Linked DNA regions of Mus musculus: all the other regions are linked to region 1. A link is a contact called in public HiChIP or PLAC-seq and promoter capture Hi-C data. All regions are on one chromosome and are shown on one strand. Each heading gives the region's core, a stretch centred on a gene start, on an enhancer-like site or on the middle of the called end of the contact. The rest is flanking DNA. Distances are from core to core; before and after follow the strand shown.

Evidence for each region. Promoter capture Hi-C pulls out the DNA fragments that hold promoters and counts their contacts. HiChIP or PLAC-seq counts read pairs in DNA pulled down with a chosen protein or histone mark. Capture Hi-C pulls out chosen DNA fragments and counts their contacts.
Region 2: an H3K27ac HiChIP or PLAC-seq map of bone marrow-derived dendritic cells shows a contact between it and region 1, with 5 times the contacts expected there. The contact joins the enhancer-like site here to the promoter of Ikbke in region 1. A contact is called at or near these places in 5 of 39 promoter capture datasets (hippocampal neurons, liver, macrophages and 1 more), 3 of 115 datasets of contacts at active chromatin or transcription factors (the HPC-7 cell line, bone marrow-derived dendritic cells and microglia) and 5 of 9 other capture datasets (adipose tissue, embryonic stem cells, liver and 2 more).
Region 3: a promoter capture Hi-C map of adipose tissue shows a contact between it and region 1. The contact joins the promoter of Mapkapk2 here to the promoter of Ikbke in region 1. A contact is called at or near these places in 16 of 39 promoter capture datasets (the 3T3-L1 cell line, 3T3-L1-derived adipocytes, the C10 cell line and 9 more), 11 of 484 Hi-C or Micro-C datasets (CD8 T cells, ECoMG myeloid progenitors, the HPC-7 cell line and 6 more), 37 of 115 datasets of contacts at active chromatin or transcription factors (the 230-238 cell line, CD8 T cells, DN3 thymocytes and 23 more) and 3 of 9 other capture datasets (adipose tissue, liver and pancreatic islet).
Region 4: a promoter capture Hi-C map of macrophages shows a contact between it and region 1, with 7 read pairs. The contact joins the enhancer-like site here to the promoter of Ikbke in region 1. A contact is called at or near these places in 2 of 39 promoter capture datasets (HPC-7-derived erythroid cells and macrophages), 1 of 15 datasets of contacts at CTCF or cohesin (CD8 T cells), 2 of 484 Hi-C or Micro-C datasets (Th1 cells and nephron progenitors), 5 of 115 datasets of contacts at active chromatin or transcription factors (CD8 T cells, the SCID.adh cell line, bone marrow-derived macrophages and 2 more) and 2 of 9 other capture datasets (adipose tissue and macrophages).

What each region holds. Positions count from the first base shown.
Region 1 is chr1:131,277,411-131,281,134 of GRCm38.p6, forward strand. Ikbke (inhibitor of kappaB kinase epsilon) reads right to left here and starts at 2,153. Exons shown (of 22, transcript NM_019777.3): 1 at 1,921-2,153; 2 at 1,289-1,377. The region is part of intron 1 of Gm51644 (a long non-coding RNA gene); the gene reads left to right.
Region 2 is chr1:131,462,429-131,466,152 of GRCm38.p6, forward strand. The region is part of intron 2 of Srgap2 (SLIT-ROBO Rho GTPase activating protein 2); the gene reads right to left. Among named protein-coding and RNA genes, the nearest start is that of Srgap2, 63 kb to the right of the region's middle. Within about 2 kb of position 1,718, at least 21 of the 459 cell types and tissues checked have an H3K27ac peak or open chromatin away from gene starts, as enhancers often do. A contact at or near this core is called in the HPC-7 cell line, bone marrow-derived dendritic cells, macrophages and 1 more, where this site is marked.
Region 3 is chr1:131,096,268-131,099,991 of GRCm38.p6, forward strand. Mapkapk2 (MAP kinase-activated protein kinase 2) reads right to left here and starts at 1,576. Exons shown (of 10, transcript NM_008551.2): 1 at 1,022-1,576. The coding sequence starts at 1,258.
Region 4 is chr1:131,444,994-131,448,717 of GRCm38.p6, forward strand. The region is part of intron 2 of Srgap2 (SLIT-ROBO Rho GTPase activating protein 2); the gene reads right to left. It also overlaps the pseudogene Gm29487. Among named protein-coding and RNA genes, the nearest start is that of Srgap2, 81 kb to the right of the region's middle. Within about 2 kb of position 1,753, at least 57 of the 459 cell types and tissues checked have an H3K27ac peak or open chromatin away from gene starts, as enhancers often do. A contact at or near this core is called in CD8 T cells, the SCID.adh cell line, Th1 cells and 4 more, where this site is marked.

The sequences.
Region 1 (3,724 bases), core at 903-3,402:
CGGTCTTTGGGGATGCCTGAGGCAGGAGCATAAGAAGGACCCCCAGCCCTAAAATGCTTTGAAATAAAGCTGCGCCCATCAGACAGAGCTCTAGGACCGCACTGGTGCTCAAACCAAAAGTGGTTCCATTCTGAGATCTTTGTTTTGTTTTTCGAGACAGGGTTTCTCTGTATAGTTCTGGCTGTCCTGGAACTCACTTTGTAGACCAGGCTGGCCTCGAACTTAGAAATCTGCCTGCCTCTGCCTCCCGAGTGCTGGGATTAAAGGCATGCACCATGCCCAGCTCCATTCTTTCTGCCTGTTTTTTTTTTTTTTTTTTTAAAGACAGAGTAGCCTAGACACCTGCACTGGTATTGAGGATGGTCTTGAACTTGTGTGTCTACCTCCTAAATGCATGGGTTATGAGTGTGTACCACTTTCCCCTATCACCTTGGTGCTGGGGGCTGAATCCTTGGCTTCATGCATGGTAGCTAAGCATGCCCTTTACAAACCAAGTGAGCTATAGCCCAGCTTGTAGTCTGATTTAAAAATGCATGGAGATGCGGGAGGTTGGGGTATGTGAAGTGGGTGTAAGGGGATGGGTGGAGGAGCACCCTCTCAGAGGCAAAGGGGAAGGGGGATGGAGTAAAGGGACTGGGAAGTGGGGGCAGCATTTGGAATGTAAATAAATAAAAACAAAAGAAAATGCAAACTTTGGAGAATGTAAGCTTTTGAGCCAGAAGCCATTTAAAGAGATCAGTAGTCACACCCCAGTTTCAGACAACACACACATGTTTGCTTTAGGCAAAGGTAAGGATGCTGATGAGACCTTCTGAAGGCAACATGAACGAGTTGTCCATGCTTCTCTGTATGGCTGAGGAGTCAGCCCAATGCAAGGCTCAGACAGGGCACTGAAGTGGAGGCCAAGGCTGCAGTCTTGGGAGCTGGGTGCAGCAGATTGTGTCACCTTCAGCTGGGGGCAGCAGATTGTGTCACCTTCATGACTCTACCTAGGCTGGTCCTCAACCAAGCCCTGCTACTGGGGCAAAGCATAGCTGCAGTCAGGAAGGCGGGCAGTGAGGTGCACAGAACAGCATCCCAGATGGGCAGCATGGCCCTGGGTTCTGTACCTAGAAGCTCTGATTGTGGCACATCTGGATTATCTCTGGATCATCCTCCCATCCACCCTCCCATCCCCAAGACCCTCTGTGCATAGAAGGTGCAGCACAGCAGCCTTCTGTGAGTCAACGCCAGCCTGCCCACAGACTCCTATCCTCCTCGGGGGCTCCTCTGTGGCAGATACACATACCTGCACTCCAAGTGGCTCAGAATCAGGCAAAGACTCTCCCTGGCAAGTGTGTGTTTTGCTTTCTGTCTGGGGCAAGTCCAGGAGCTGAGCTACACCGGAAAGAGAAGGGTGGGTGGATGAGAGGCCCCTTCGTGCTGTTGCTGTGCTGTTTGATTCTCAGCCCCATCAAAGGCCACCAGTCCCAGCCCTTTAACTTGTTCCTGTTGTCACCTTCCCTACAGTTCTTGAAGCGAGCAGAGGGGGGGGGGGGGCGGTGTCCAGCTTCTTTCCAGCTGTTCTGGAAACCTCTCCTGGTTATTTGGGCCCCAGGGGAAAGATCCCAAGCAGAGGCCAGTAGAGGCCCCCAAAGCTGAACCCCAGCTTTGCATCAGCATGTTGAGAAGCAGAGCCCAGGAGGGGAGCTTTTTTTGGCCAATCATGGTTCTTCTCAGGGCCATCATGGTCCCTGCCCCTCACTGGCCTCCAAGCAGTCCGTTCTGAGAGTGTTTTCCCACAGAGGGAGTGCAGAACACTACCAGGCTCCCAGCAACCACAAGAAAAACACAGGACTCGGGCATTCAGCTGAGTATTGACTTGAAGCTGCCCCACTGGCTTCCCCACACCACCCTCCTCCACAGACACTACACACTCACCCCATCTCCTATCTCAGTTGCAGGGCAATGCAGACTTGTGGAACTGGGTGGCACCCCCAGGGATTCAGGCCTTGAAGTCAATCCTGGGCAGTGCCTAGAAGATCCTGGTAGCTATGGGGCCCCCCAGGATCCACAGGCAAAGCAGGTGATGGTCTTGAGCCTGAAGGTCTCTTTCCTGCCTCTCTGAGAGCAGTGGGGTACCCAGTCCCAGGCTCTTAACTATCATACTTCCTGATTCACTTCTCTCTCTCTCTCTCTTTCTCTCTTTCTCCCCTCCTCTTTCCCTCCCTTCCTCTCGCTCTTAAAGGGACAGGCATCTCAACGGCTGCCACACACACCTCCACTCCCCCTTCAGTAAAGGGAAAGAGGATTCTGTGAGTTGTCAAGTGGAAGCCATAGGGCCATCGCCTGAGCCACAAGGAAGCCAAGAACGGAGGCTGGGGGCTCTGTGACAGGCCACTGAGTACTATGCTGGCATCTCTGGAGGGAAATTCAAAGCTCTGCTTAAAGTTAACTAAAGAAGTCCAACAAGTTAACCAAGTTGAAAACTGCCTAGAAAGAGCCAGGACCTGTGCTTGCCCCTCCTAGAAGCTGGACAGGACTTATCTTCCTTTAGAGCTTTCAAGAACAAGTACACACCCAGATCATAGCCCCTACTCTGACCTTACACACAGCAAAACCTGCTCCCACCTGGTGCCGTTTTCTGACCACAGCCACTCAAATGCACTGTGTGCTTTAGGTAGTATGGATGGCAGGGGGATGGAGAATCTGGGAAGTGGTTTTTTTTTTTCAGACCATGTTTGATGGTATCAAGTTCTGTACACCTTTAGTAATTTGCCCACCTTCCCAGCCATAAGCCAGTACTCCAGATATCCTGGGAAGCCGGGAAGGGGGGCTGTGCTGCTCTGGTCAGCTCTGAGTGGGCAGTTGGACAAGGGGTTAAAACCCAGGAAATTCCATGTTTCTCTAGAATGTTGGTGGGACTTTCCCCTGGCCACACCTGGTGATTTCCTCTGCCAGCCCCACCCCACCACAGGGAGGAGAGGCAAGAACAGGCCCGGAGCTTGTCGCTGACAGATCCACCCAATGATAATGTGACAGCTAGAGCCCTTACAGTGGCTTTTCACAGTGAGGCCAGGAGGGGCAGACCTGAGGGTTCCACACTCCAGCCTGTGTGTTACAGGTTTCCACCTGGCAAGAACATGGGGGATTGCACTTGTCGATCATGGACTTGGAGAGGACAGAAGCATGCATTTTCTCTAGCACATTATTTAACAGGTGCTGTAAGACCCCCTTTTCTAGCAAGGTGGACCTGTTCAATGTGGCTACTCCATCAGTCTAGAAAGTCTGGGTTACTTTTATGGTAAGGGTACCCCTCAGGCCCACGAGGTATTTGCAGTGTCACTTTGACCATGCTGCAGGCTATACTCATGTTCTTCCATGAACCTGCACTCTTACTCTCCTTTCACTGGCAAGCCTATTCTCCTTTTCCACCCAGGGATTTTCACACCTTTTAACACAAGAGCCAAGCCTAGTATCTCCTGTGAAGCAGGCACTGTGCTCAGGACAGAAAAGGGAGACATGGGCATCTAATCCCAGAGATGCGGGATGCTGGATGTGATATGAAGGCATGGCAATGCATACTGAGCAAACAGTGGTTTTGTGGACCTTGTAGGGGGAGCAGGAAGGGCTTGCCAGCCTTGCTGGGTGCTCTGAGTTAGGCAGCAAAGGAGGACTAGTGCAAGCATAGGAAGCAGGGCCAGAGGTGCAAAGAGCATGAATTGTTCGGGGCTTTGTACCTGGG
Region 2 (3,724 bases), core at 468-2,967, 180 kb after region 1:
GCAAGACTGAAACATTTAGCATCCCACTTATTTTCCCAGTCTGCCTTTTTCAACCATTCACATTCACAGGGCATAAACTGATACTCCCTTGGCCAGGAGCTATTTGTGAAACTAGTCTGCCTCCCTCTTTTCCCATCAAAAACTTACTCATTGTGCAGTAGAAAGGGGAGTATTCTAAAGAAAACAATTAGCAAATCACCTAGCATTGCCACCCACTCCACAGAGGCACACAAACAAGAGAATTAGCCCAATTTGTTGTCTATAATGAACAGGCCACTTTACCCATAAGAGCTCTAGAGTTTGGTGCAGCATGACTAATTCTGAGTAGTAATGGCTACAGTGACCTCGTTCCCTATTTTATAGCTATGTGCTGAAATTCAAAGGCACTCCTTTCCCACCCCCATCTCCCCTTGCATACTTCTGCATATCAATCCATTAAGAACCTGAAGTGTAATTTGTCTTATTCACTATCACCCTGTTAAATTGCTCTACAGCTGCTGTGGCAGTAATCACAGTGATCAGTGATTCAGACTTATTGAGCAAAGGGCTTTAAGTAGGTTCCATTATTAAAATTTCTAAAGGTTTTATTATTAAAATAAGCCAAGATAGGCCAGTATGTCTCTATGGAGCAGTCATTCTAATGATTCTTGAGTTCTGAAGGGATGTTTGTCCCAGTCTCAATGTTTCACTGGTGAATATCAGTAATTGGGAATTTAGCAATAAATAAAACCAACCAGAATTCTAAGAATGAAGACTTAATAATCTCATTTAGAGGTACAGCACTATGCAAGCCTTTAAGATGCTGCCTTTGTTCACTGAGCCACTGTTTATAACAGCAAGCACCAGAAATGACTTGTGTCTATTTGAGAAGGACAGATTCATACAATGGAATAGTATGCAACTCTATAAAAAAATGATACATGACCACCTTATCTGTATTAATACAGAAATATTCCCCAGGATATAATGGCAAAGACCAAAGGCATCCACTCAAATGAAAATAGCCCAGTGTGTTTATAATAAATAGACACTTTACTCATCAGAATGCTAGAACTGTATTAAGTAGACTATATACTGTACTAGCATTTGTGTAAAACAATAGGGGAAGAATATATTCACTCTTGCTTATATTTACATAAATTAATACCAGATAGATAAGAAACAGGGGTAGGTGATCACCACAGTGGATTAGAATGTGGTAGAAAATATTTCTTGGCAAAAGAAAAAGCCCAAAATAACCAAAAAACCAAATATTTTTCATAGTTTAATTTGCCTTTACTACTTAATTTACCTGGGAGGACGGGGGTGGAATCAGGGTGCAGACAGTTTCTACCACCCTGAAACCAAATGATGAAGCACATCTATGCCTGTCAGAAGCCACCTAGGACAGGGATGATTTTTATCAGAAGATTGACCATCTACAATAAAACACACTGGTCCTCTACCACAGAGGTGAAGAGGAGCGGATCTGCAATGATAGCTCAGTGGTGAAATACTTCCTAGCACGTATGAAGCCCCGATTCAATTCAATACAAAAGAAAAGTAAGGGGGTGGGAGAACAGCACAGAGAGGAGTCCTTCCCTACTGCCTTTGTAGTTCTTGTTTTATTCCTGGGTTTTCATAATGGGCCTTCAAAGAGAGTATACATATACGTACATCTACATGTATATGAGGTTTATAGTCTATGATTAGATCTCTCTTAAAGCTATTTTCAACACAAGTGTGATTTGGAGTCACGTCCATGGTTCCTCTTTCTCATACCAGAAGAAAGGAAAAAGGCAGCTGTTGTTTAAAGTTTTATCTAGCCTTATAGGTTAAAAGAAATGCCATCAAAATGAATACAATTAAGTTACCTGTCTAAGACTAGTGTCAGAGAATTCTTATTCTAGCACCAAAGACAACTAGATAGCTATAGATAGATGTAGAGATGAACTAACTGCAGAGTAACAAGGTCACAGGCTTCACTGTCAGCAGGAGCTCAGATGAAGGAAGTCCCAGAGCTGCCCCAGCCAAGTGAAAGAATTGGTGGCTGAAGAAATGGCTCAGCAGTTAAGAGCGCTTGCTGCTTTCAGGGGACCCTACTTGGGTCCCATGTCCCCACTCCTAGTAGCTAGAACTCTAGCTCCAGGGCATCTAATACCTTCTAATGGACTCTTTGGCACTGGCACGCACGTGTATGTACGTACACACACACACACACACACACACACACACACACACACACACACACACAAGATAAAACGCATGTACACACACATACAAAAGATATAAATTTAGAGCAACTGAGAAGGAAGGAGACAGAAAGAGGGAGAGTGATACAGAGATGGAGAGAGAGCACATGTCAGCATAAGCAAGCCTTCATCAAAGCCCACCAGAGTACAGAAAGATATTCAATAGTCATAGATTGCCTGTGTTATCTGTCCCTGCTTTCTATGCCCTATACACTCCTTTAGTATTACCCACATAAGCTGATGATTGTAATTCTTGTCATCTAGAACTAAAGCCACTACACTCCAGGCCTGATCTTCCCAGTTCCCTTTTGGATGTTTCAACCTAGATATCCCTTGGCCAAAGACTTCTTTTCCCTGGCAATAAACAGTTTCTATCTGACCTTTCCCTTTCTCAGTAAATGGTTCTTCCATATATCACAACCAATGAACCATAAAGCAAAGAACATCCTACTTTCTACCTTTGCCATCTCCCCCATCAACTTCAAACTTACCATGAATTTGTAAGGCACAAAAAGAGAAAATTGGTTATGGGTCTGAGAATCTAGAATCCAAGAGAGAAAAGCACAGGGAAAGTGGAACAAATTTGAGGAAACTCTAGGGGCTTCAGGTGCCAGCCTCCCATCCACAGCCTACCCCTTGAAGGTAATGCCTCACCCCTATTCCTAGTCAACTAGCTAAAAATAATAGTACTGATTTCTTAACCTCCTCAAATACCTCTCAAAGCCTTGCCTTCCCAGTATTTCCAATGACACCTTCTTAGTTTGTTACTTCCTGCTTCATTCAGCAGCATTTAGTAAGAAGAGATCACAGCTAGGAACTGCTTTGGAGATGGGGAAGGTTTGAGATAAGGTTTTGTTATGTGGCTCAGGCTGGTCCCAAACACTACAATCCTCTTGTCTCTGCCTCCCAAGAGCAGGCTGTACAGATGTGTCCCACCATACCTAGCTACTTAGGTGCTTTTAAACAGAATAAAAACAGCACAATCCCTGCTTCCTGGAGGTGTCGCATCTCATTATTTCTTACCCACACTACTCACATACGCTTTGTCTTCTTCCTCCCATTCTTTACATTGTACTCAGACTATCTCCTCAAAATTTAAATTAAATTGCTACAGTAAGGAATGAACAAACTTATCCTGTGAAGGTCAAATGGTAAACAGTATAGACTTCTGGGTCCTATTTTCTCTGTCACTACTAGTCAACTCTGTTCTAGTAATGTAAAAACAACCGCTTATAACACAGAAGGCGATGAGTGTGGCCATCCCAATACAGTAATTTTCAGAAATACAGACCACAGGCCAGATGGGTCAAATGGACTATAGTCTGCTGATCCCAAATTATTAATTAACTACAGTACTTGTTGCTCCACTGGAAGGAATCCAAACTCCTTCCCAGAAAAGCCTCCAACCTCAGCTGACCACCAGCTGCTCCTGTGTGTCCACTATATTCCAGCTACCCTGACCTTTACAGAGCTTACACACTGTGTCATATCCA
Region 3 (3,724 bases), core at 326-2,825, 180 kb before region 1:
GTGATGCAGAAGATGAAAACAGCAAAACATCATAAAAACTAAACTTATTTTCCCCCTACAAAGTACCAGGTTTCGGTCCCGTTGACCGTGTATGACAACGGCCTCACGCATAACTCAATCTATCTGTACTCTAGAATAGCTGAAACAAAGCAAGTTGTGTGGGCTGAAGGGGAAGAGCAAAATATAACACAGGAAGTACTTTGCTCCTCCAATCATTGAGACACCCCAGGAGAAAGAAACCTGACAAGTGACCTTTAGAGATATGGTGTAACCTGAAACCCTTGAGAGAAGAAAACTTTGCAGTGACCCTGAATGACAGCCTTCCCTGCTTCACTTGGACCTTTTGAAATCCCCATTCTCCACTACCACCGACAGAAGCAGAGACGGGTAGACCCACAGAGATTAAGAGTGGGTTTCCCAAATGCAGGAATAGTATTTCCTGCCTTTGAGTCTCCGGCTACCAGGGACCAGTGTACCAGCACTAGGCCAAGCCTGGCTTACAGACAAGGTTTCCTACGGTGGAGGGAGCAATGGAAACAGCCCGGCGCAAGCCTAAGGGGCAGCGCAGGCCAGGCGCTGGCGGTTCCAGACGATCGCGGGGCACGGAGGCGGGGTCCCCAGTCTCCAGTGCCGCGCCGCTCCGCGCCGACGCGCCCCACCGCTGCGCGCCGACCTCGCGAGGCCGAGGAGAGCGAAGTCACATTCCGGCTCCCAAATAAGGAGTAGGGTTAAGGAAACCTCAGAGAGCGAACTTCTCCAAACCGACCGACCAACCAGCTCAATGAGTAAAGGGCCTTTTGTGCCCGCAGAAAGGAAGGAGGGAGGGAGGACGAGGCCACCGTGTCCTCGGCGCCGGGTAAAGCGAGCAGAGGCCGTCCGGGTCCCAAGAGTGGCCACCAGGCTGGATCCCACTCACACCCCAACATGGCAGTCCCCGTGAGTCCTCTCGGGTGCCGGCCACTCGCGGGGTGACCGGAAGCTGCACCGGATCTCAGCGCGATCCCGGGCGGCCCAGACTTACCTTTAGGGCGAATTTTTGCTGGGTTCTCTTGTCGAAGATCCGCAGCACCTTCCCGTTGATGCCCAGGCCAAGCACTTGGCTGGTGACCTTGTAGTCGTCGGTGATGGCGTTCTTTCGGATCTGCAGGCCCGACTTGACGTGGAACTGGGGGAACGGCGGCGGCGGCTGGGCCGGGGCTGGCGGTGGAGGGCTGGGGAAAGGCGCCGGCGGAGTCTGGCCCGGAGAGCCCGACAGCATGGTGCCCGGCGACTCGCGCGCAGAGGCAGGGGCCGCGGCCGCCCCCTCCTCCGGCTCGGGCCCGGGTCCCCGCCACGCCCCGCCCGGCGGCGAAGTTTGCTCCGGGCTGGAGCCGGCTGCCCCGCCCCGGCCCGGCTCCAGGCTCGGCTGGTCGCGGGGCCCCGTGGGTCCCGCTGTGCGCCGCGGGCGCCCACCAGCCCTGCTCCCTCCCCCCGGAGACGTGCGCTCCGGGGAACGCGGGACGGCAGGGCCCGGCCGGAGGAATCGCCGCGCCGAGAAGTACCAGCCCGGGGGCGGCGGCCGCGTCACAGGCTGCTCGGCGTCCTGGGCTAGTCCTTAAAGGGGAGGATCGAGGGTGGGGCTTGACTGGGAGGCGTGGACATGGGGGAGGGGTGGGCCTTAAAGGGGAGGAAGTCCAGTGGCGGGAGAGCTTAGGGACTGCGAGCAAGCGGGCTTGTGGAGGGCATCGAGACATCCTAGTTCTTAACCCGGGCCGGGCAGAGGGGAAAGGGAGGAGGGCAAAAGAAAAGCTGCTGGATAGTTCAAACAAAACCCTCACTCCTCCAGCTGCTTGGATCTAGAAGACAGGTCATCGGAGAATTGGAGGAGATGTATTTTGAAAGAAACGGATAATTGATAAGAATCTTTCTACGTGGACTCTGTGGGTGGGGGGTGAGGGGTACCCGAGCAGAGCGAGAATCCGGGGGCCAGGACTGGGGGAATAAGAGAGACTATTCATCCTAGGATCAGGTGTCAGGCAATAGTAACAATTTCCTTAACATACTTGTGAGTTTTACTTTTTTTTTCTCTCATGGACTTACTGGTTTTCACTGAGAAGAATGTACTACTGTGATACCACGAACAATTTAATTATTATGAATTCGAACATATTTTTATATAAACCCAAAATGACCCAAGATGGAATGGGGCACTCTAGCCACCTGTTATCCCGGCTATATGCAGGAGACTGAAGCAGGAGGATAACAAGTCACAGGGCCAGCCTGAACAACAAAGACAGACTCTGTCTTAAAATACCCACAAACTTCATGTCTCTCTGGGAGGTACACTTATACATTTGTGTTCTTAATTCATTGCGATTATAGAGCAAGGGGAAGGGCTGGGAAATGGTTCTAGAGTTGGGGAAATGGTCCCTGCGGCCATAGCCAATAAGTAGTCCTGAAGCAACCTAGTTCTAGTACAAATCTCTGGGCCTAACTGGCCTGTAGCACTGCTGAGATCCACAAGGGTTTGACTGTTACAGCAGTTAAGAAATGAGACAAAGGAACAAGATAGATACAAAGCTCTGGTTTACTTACTAATACAGACAAATTAAAGATGAGACCTGACCCATGGTCACACAAAGTCTTTAATATGTCCCAACAAAACTCTGGAGACGAGACAGTGCCCTGAGAAAAGGGCGTTGGAGACATAGCCCAGGATGGCAAGACTCATTTGCTGTTCCCTGTTTAGATTTCCGGAAGATACTTGTTCCAAGGAAGACAGAGATGAACAGGTGGAGGACTGTAGGCCCCCTCTTGAGATCCAACTCACTATGGATCAAGGAGACAAGCGCTTTTTCAGTGCTCAATACTTCTCGCTCATCCCTGTGGTGATAATTCTAACTGGGGGGGGGGGGGGGGGGAGGGGGATAGATGCAGTAGTTGGGTTAGCAGTGTGGCAGATACAGACCTGGGAATAGAAGGCACATTGGCTCTCCTCAGTCTGCAGCTGGGTAGATTCCTTCCACACTGAAGACAAAGCTACACAACGCCCTGTTTCAAAGGCACTGCTTGAGGCTGTGGAGATGCAGGGACAGAGAAAGGAAGGAATCTGGGGATGAGGAGGTGGAAGGTCTCATTGGCTCCTGTGGAAAGAGGTTCCCACCCTGACTGCCTCAGTTCTGTATTGCCCCCATGTACCCACAGAAGGTCTTTGGGACCTCTTGTTGGCATTTAGCCATCACCTCTTTCTTTCCAGAGGCTGGAAAGAGAATGAGCTATTCAGAGGCAGCAAGGCACCATGCAAAACTACAAACTAGAAATGAACAGAATCCGATTGTCCTAAGAAGGTGTGAGAGGGGCTAGAGAGATGGCTCAGCAGTTAAGAGTACTGACTGCTCTTCCAGAGGTCCTGAGTTCAATTCCCAGCAATCACATGGTGGCTCACAACCATCTGTAATGAGATCTGACACTCTCTTCCGGTGTGTATGAAGACAGCTACAGTGTACTTACATATAACAATAAATAAATCAATATGAAGAGGGGGGAAGGAGGGAGGAGGAGGAGAAGCAAGAGGAGGAGGAGGAGAAGGAGAAGAAGGTGTGAGAGGTATACAAACCTTAGAAATAAAAATTTTCAATTCCCTGAGCAGCATACTGGGCTCCTCAGAAGGAAGGAGCCACTGACAATGGGCCTTTAGTCAATGATGACCCTGAACTAGGGAGGAGAGCTCCAGAGCTGAGACAGT
Region 4 (3,724 bases), core at 503-3,002, 170 kb after region 1:
CTCATAGATGAACACACAAAAATAAAAATTAACCTTTTAAAATTTTTAAAAAGAAATCCCACAAAAAGTCAGAAGAGAGAGATGCATTATCCAGTCAGCTCTGTTCTATTCTGACAAATGTTTTCTCTCCATTATTTATGACAGATACAAAAGAACTCAATGTATATACCCACAGGGCATTTTTTTATAATTAATGAAATCTTCTTAAGAGGAAACTTTATGAACAAAAGCTTCAGTTGCCCCAGGACTGGCCAAGCACCATGAATACTATCTCAGTCAGAGCTAAAACTAGCTAGGTTTTTCCTAAATCTCATAGCCCGCTATAACAATCTCTTTCATAACTGTTACCAGCATCCAGCATGTGACCATTCTGCAAATGTACAAGTGTGATGGTCTGTAATGTCTTTAAGTAGAAAATAAAGGTTATCACCTTCACTATGCTTATATTTCTAAGCAGGTAATGACCAGAATCACAAGATCACAGCGGCCAATGAGAATATTCAAAGTGCCCTTGTCAGTCAGACACACAAGTACCATCAAGAAAACATCCTGTTTTCCTCCCTCCAAACTAGCCCACATCAATATAATGTCAGTCACAATTTTTTAAACAAGTGAACAAATAGTTAAACTTCTAAGTACATTAATGTGTATTTGATCCAAACCAAACATATCTTTTTAATTTTTTTTTACAAATCAAATCTTTCTTCACAAACTTTATTTCAAGAGTTAAATAGTGTATATCACTTGCTAGATAGGTTTACATATAACAAGAGTTATTAAATTTTAAAGTATATTAAAAATATATTATATATTTTAATATATATTAAAATACATGTTTTAATATACTTTAAAAGAAAAATTTGCCTAAATTCACATCTTTGTTGTAGTTTATAAATGATAATTCTTATTTAAATTCCTGAGGGATACCATGGAATTACATTATCCTCAGAATAATTTATAAATTTTTAAATATTGGGAAATGCCAAGACAGTATAAGTCTTTCTCATTTTAAGCAGCTTCCTGGGCTTGCCTTCTAAAGGAATGTTGTTCTCAAGAGAAAGCAGACTAGAAGAAGGAATTGCAACCTGATAAGCTCATTATTAGGTAAAGAAGCAAGTCTACCTGGTCCAAGGCTCAGGAAGTGGCTTCCAGAAGCCAGACTTTAAGGATTGGGCTTACCCAGAAAAGGAATACAGGAAAGGTTCCCTAAGCCAAAAGGAAGAGTGTATTTCAATGGTCCAGAGGAAAAAGGACAGAAAGACACATTGGAGGAACTGAAATAGCAAAAGAAATTCAGACTAACTAGAACATCCAACTTTAGGTAAGAGGATGGACGAAGACAGACTGATAGAGGCAGAGGTCGCAGTGCTGGCCAATACCAGATACTGAACAAGCATAGAACTGCTCCTAAGAGCAATGGCAAACCATTATAGAGCCCATATAGAAGTTATACAGCAAACTGCTTTCAAAGATGGTAAGCACGCCCTCTGGAGAGCCTAAACACAAGAAAGCATGAACCATTTCGGTTTTGGAGAGGTCAGGGGTACAGTCTTCTTCTAATGACTCCTTCAACTGGCATCTCCCATATAAACTAAAATCCCTCCAAAGCGCAAGAAGCATGGTGAACCAAAGGTTATCGAGAAATAACCGAAAGCTATGATCTTGCAAATAGATCAGTCCAGTGAGTTAGGTATTACAGCAACAGCAAGAAAACTGCATGAGTCAGGCCAGTTAGGCCTAGGTTTCTTTTCCCCATCTGAGAATCTGTGGTTAAGTGTTTCTGCCCTGCCTACCCACTATACACCAAAAGCTATGTCTCAACCACATGCCTCAACAACAGAAGTAGAAGAGACTTTAACTTGGCCTAAGAAAATGCTTTGCCTGGTTGTTTCACACCTCAAGAAGAGGGGAGGAGACATCCTCGTGGTCAAATCCATAGATGGGCATATTCAGAGCCAAGTCAGCTAAGAATAAAAAACACTGAACTAAATAAAATTAAAACCAAATACAAAACATCAAAGTTTAAGTCTGGATTCAGTCAACTCACACAGTCATACGCCAGGCTTAGGCTAATAGAGCTGACAGAAGTCAATCAACTTTACACTGGAAGGCCTGGAGTTAAAGTCCCTGAATAGAGTATGGGACTTATGGTGGTATTACTTATTGCAGAATTAGTCATGATTTCACAAGTCTTAAAAAGTTACTGCTGATACTAAAGATCAAGAAAATAAAAGCAGAGTACTGTGGGTTCCATCAGAAAAAGATACTCAAGCTCCTAGTATATGCTTTTATTTTTAAAAGGCATTATAAGAAAAATAATTAAAATGATCTTATACATCTCTAGACTGGGCAAGGATTATGTCAAAACTGATTTTGCTGGGGGGGGTGTTCACATTTTTTTGTTAGAGGGTAACAGGGAAGGGGCCTCTTCCACCAGCAGAAGCATTCACAGGTCCTTCAGCCATTGCAGACTTGGGCCCAGAGGCTCCTGTGGGTGACTGGACATATCAGGCATGTTCCCATTATCTCTCATAAGCACTGGGTAGTTGTAGGGTGTGGCCTGATTGATCATGGCAGCATACTTGGTGTTGTGGGCTAACCATGGGGATAATTATAGCGAGGCCCCAGACAGAGATGAACACTACCAGCAGCGGCTCCTTCGCCCAGTCATTCTTGAGGAAGGTGGAGATTTTCCCAGCCATCTTGATGTTGGCAGTGACAAAGGTCCCAAACTGATTTTAATATTTAACAAAACATCAGAAATAAATTAAAGACACAAACCAGTGAGCACCATGACTGGACTAGACAGACTAAGTGCCTCAGAAATTTCATTTTCTTTTTCAGCAGAGTAGACTTACCCAAATTGTATAAAGAAAATCCCTATTTTGAGTCTCTTAAGATTTATTTGTTTTATTTTAGGTATATGTGTGAGTGTCTACATGTATGTGTGTACACCACATGTATACCTGGGTCCTTTGCAAAAGCAGCATGCACTCTTAATCAATGAGCCACCATTTCCTTGGCCCCTAGATCTTTATTATTTAATGGCACAGTTTTCAGGAAAAAAAAAACAAACAACAACAAAAACAACAACAAAAAAAAACACCTTACAGCATAATTCCTCTACTTTATGATCTCACTCTGTAGCATCTTGAACAATTCTGACATTCAGCACACTGGAAGGTAACTGGCAACTGACATTTGTTTCCCAGCTAGGTTAGAAGCACCTCAAATCTAACACCATGTCTTATTTTCACAACCCCAGGAATATACCACAAAACTGGTATAAATGTTGAACTGAAATTAATGAAAATAGGTTATGCCTTCCCTATCTTCAACAACGACTCTTTGGAAGATTCCAACAAAGTCTCAGAGTTAACCATATGCAGGTGCTAGGTTAGCAAAGACGTATAATAAAGATTTCTGTGTATCTGGCTCGTTCTCCACTCTTCTTTTCCTTGCTTCTCCACCTCCAGCAGGGAGTTCCCACTGGAAATTGCACAATTCTTTGTGCAAAGAGAAGCAACAAGTTTAGTTCCTGCTGATCTGGGCAGCATGATGTTCTGGCACAAGAACTTCCAATATCTTAATTCCTTTTCTCATTTCTCCAACCAAACGTTTGAAGCAAGTTAATGGAAGAAGGGCTTGTCATGAGGCAGCCGGTCATGCTGCACAGTCAGGAAGCAAGGAAGAAGGATTGCTCAGTACAATTTGTCTTTTTTCT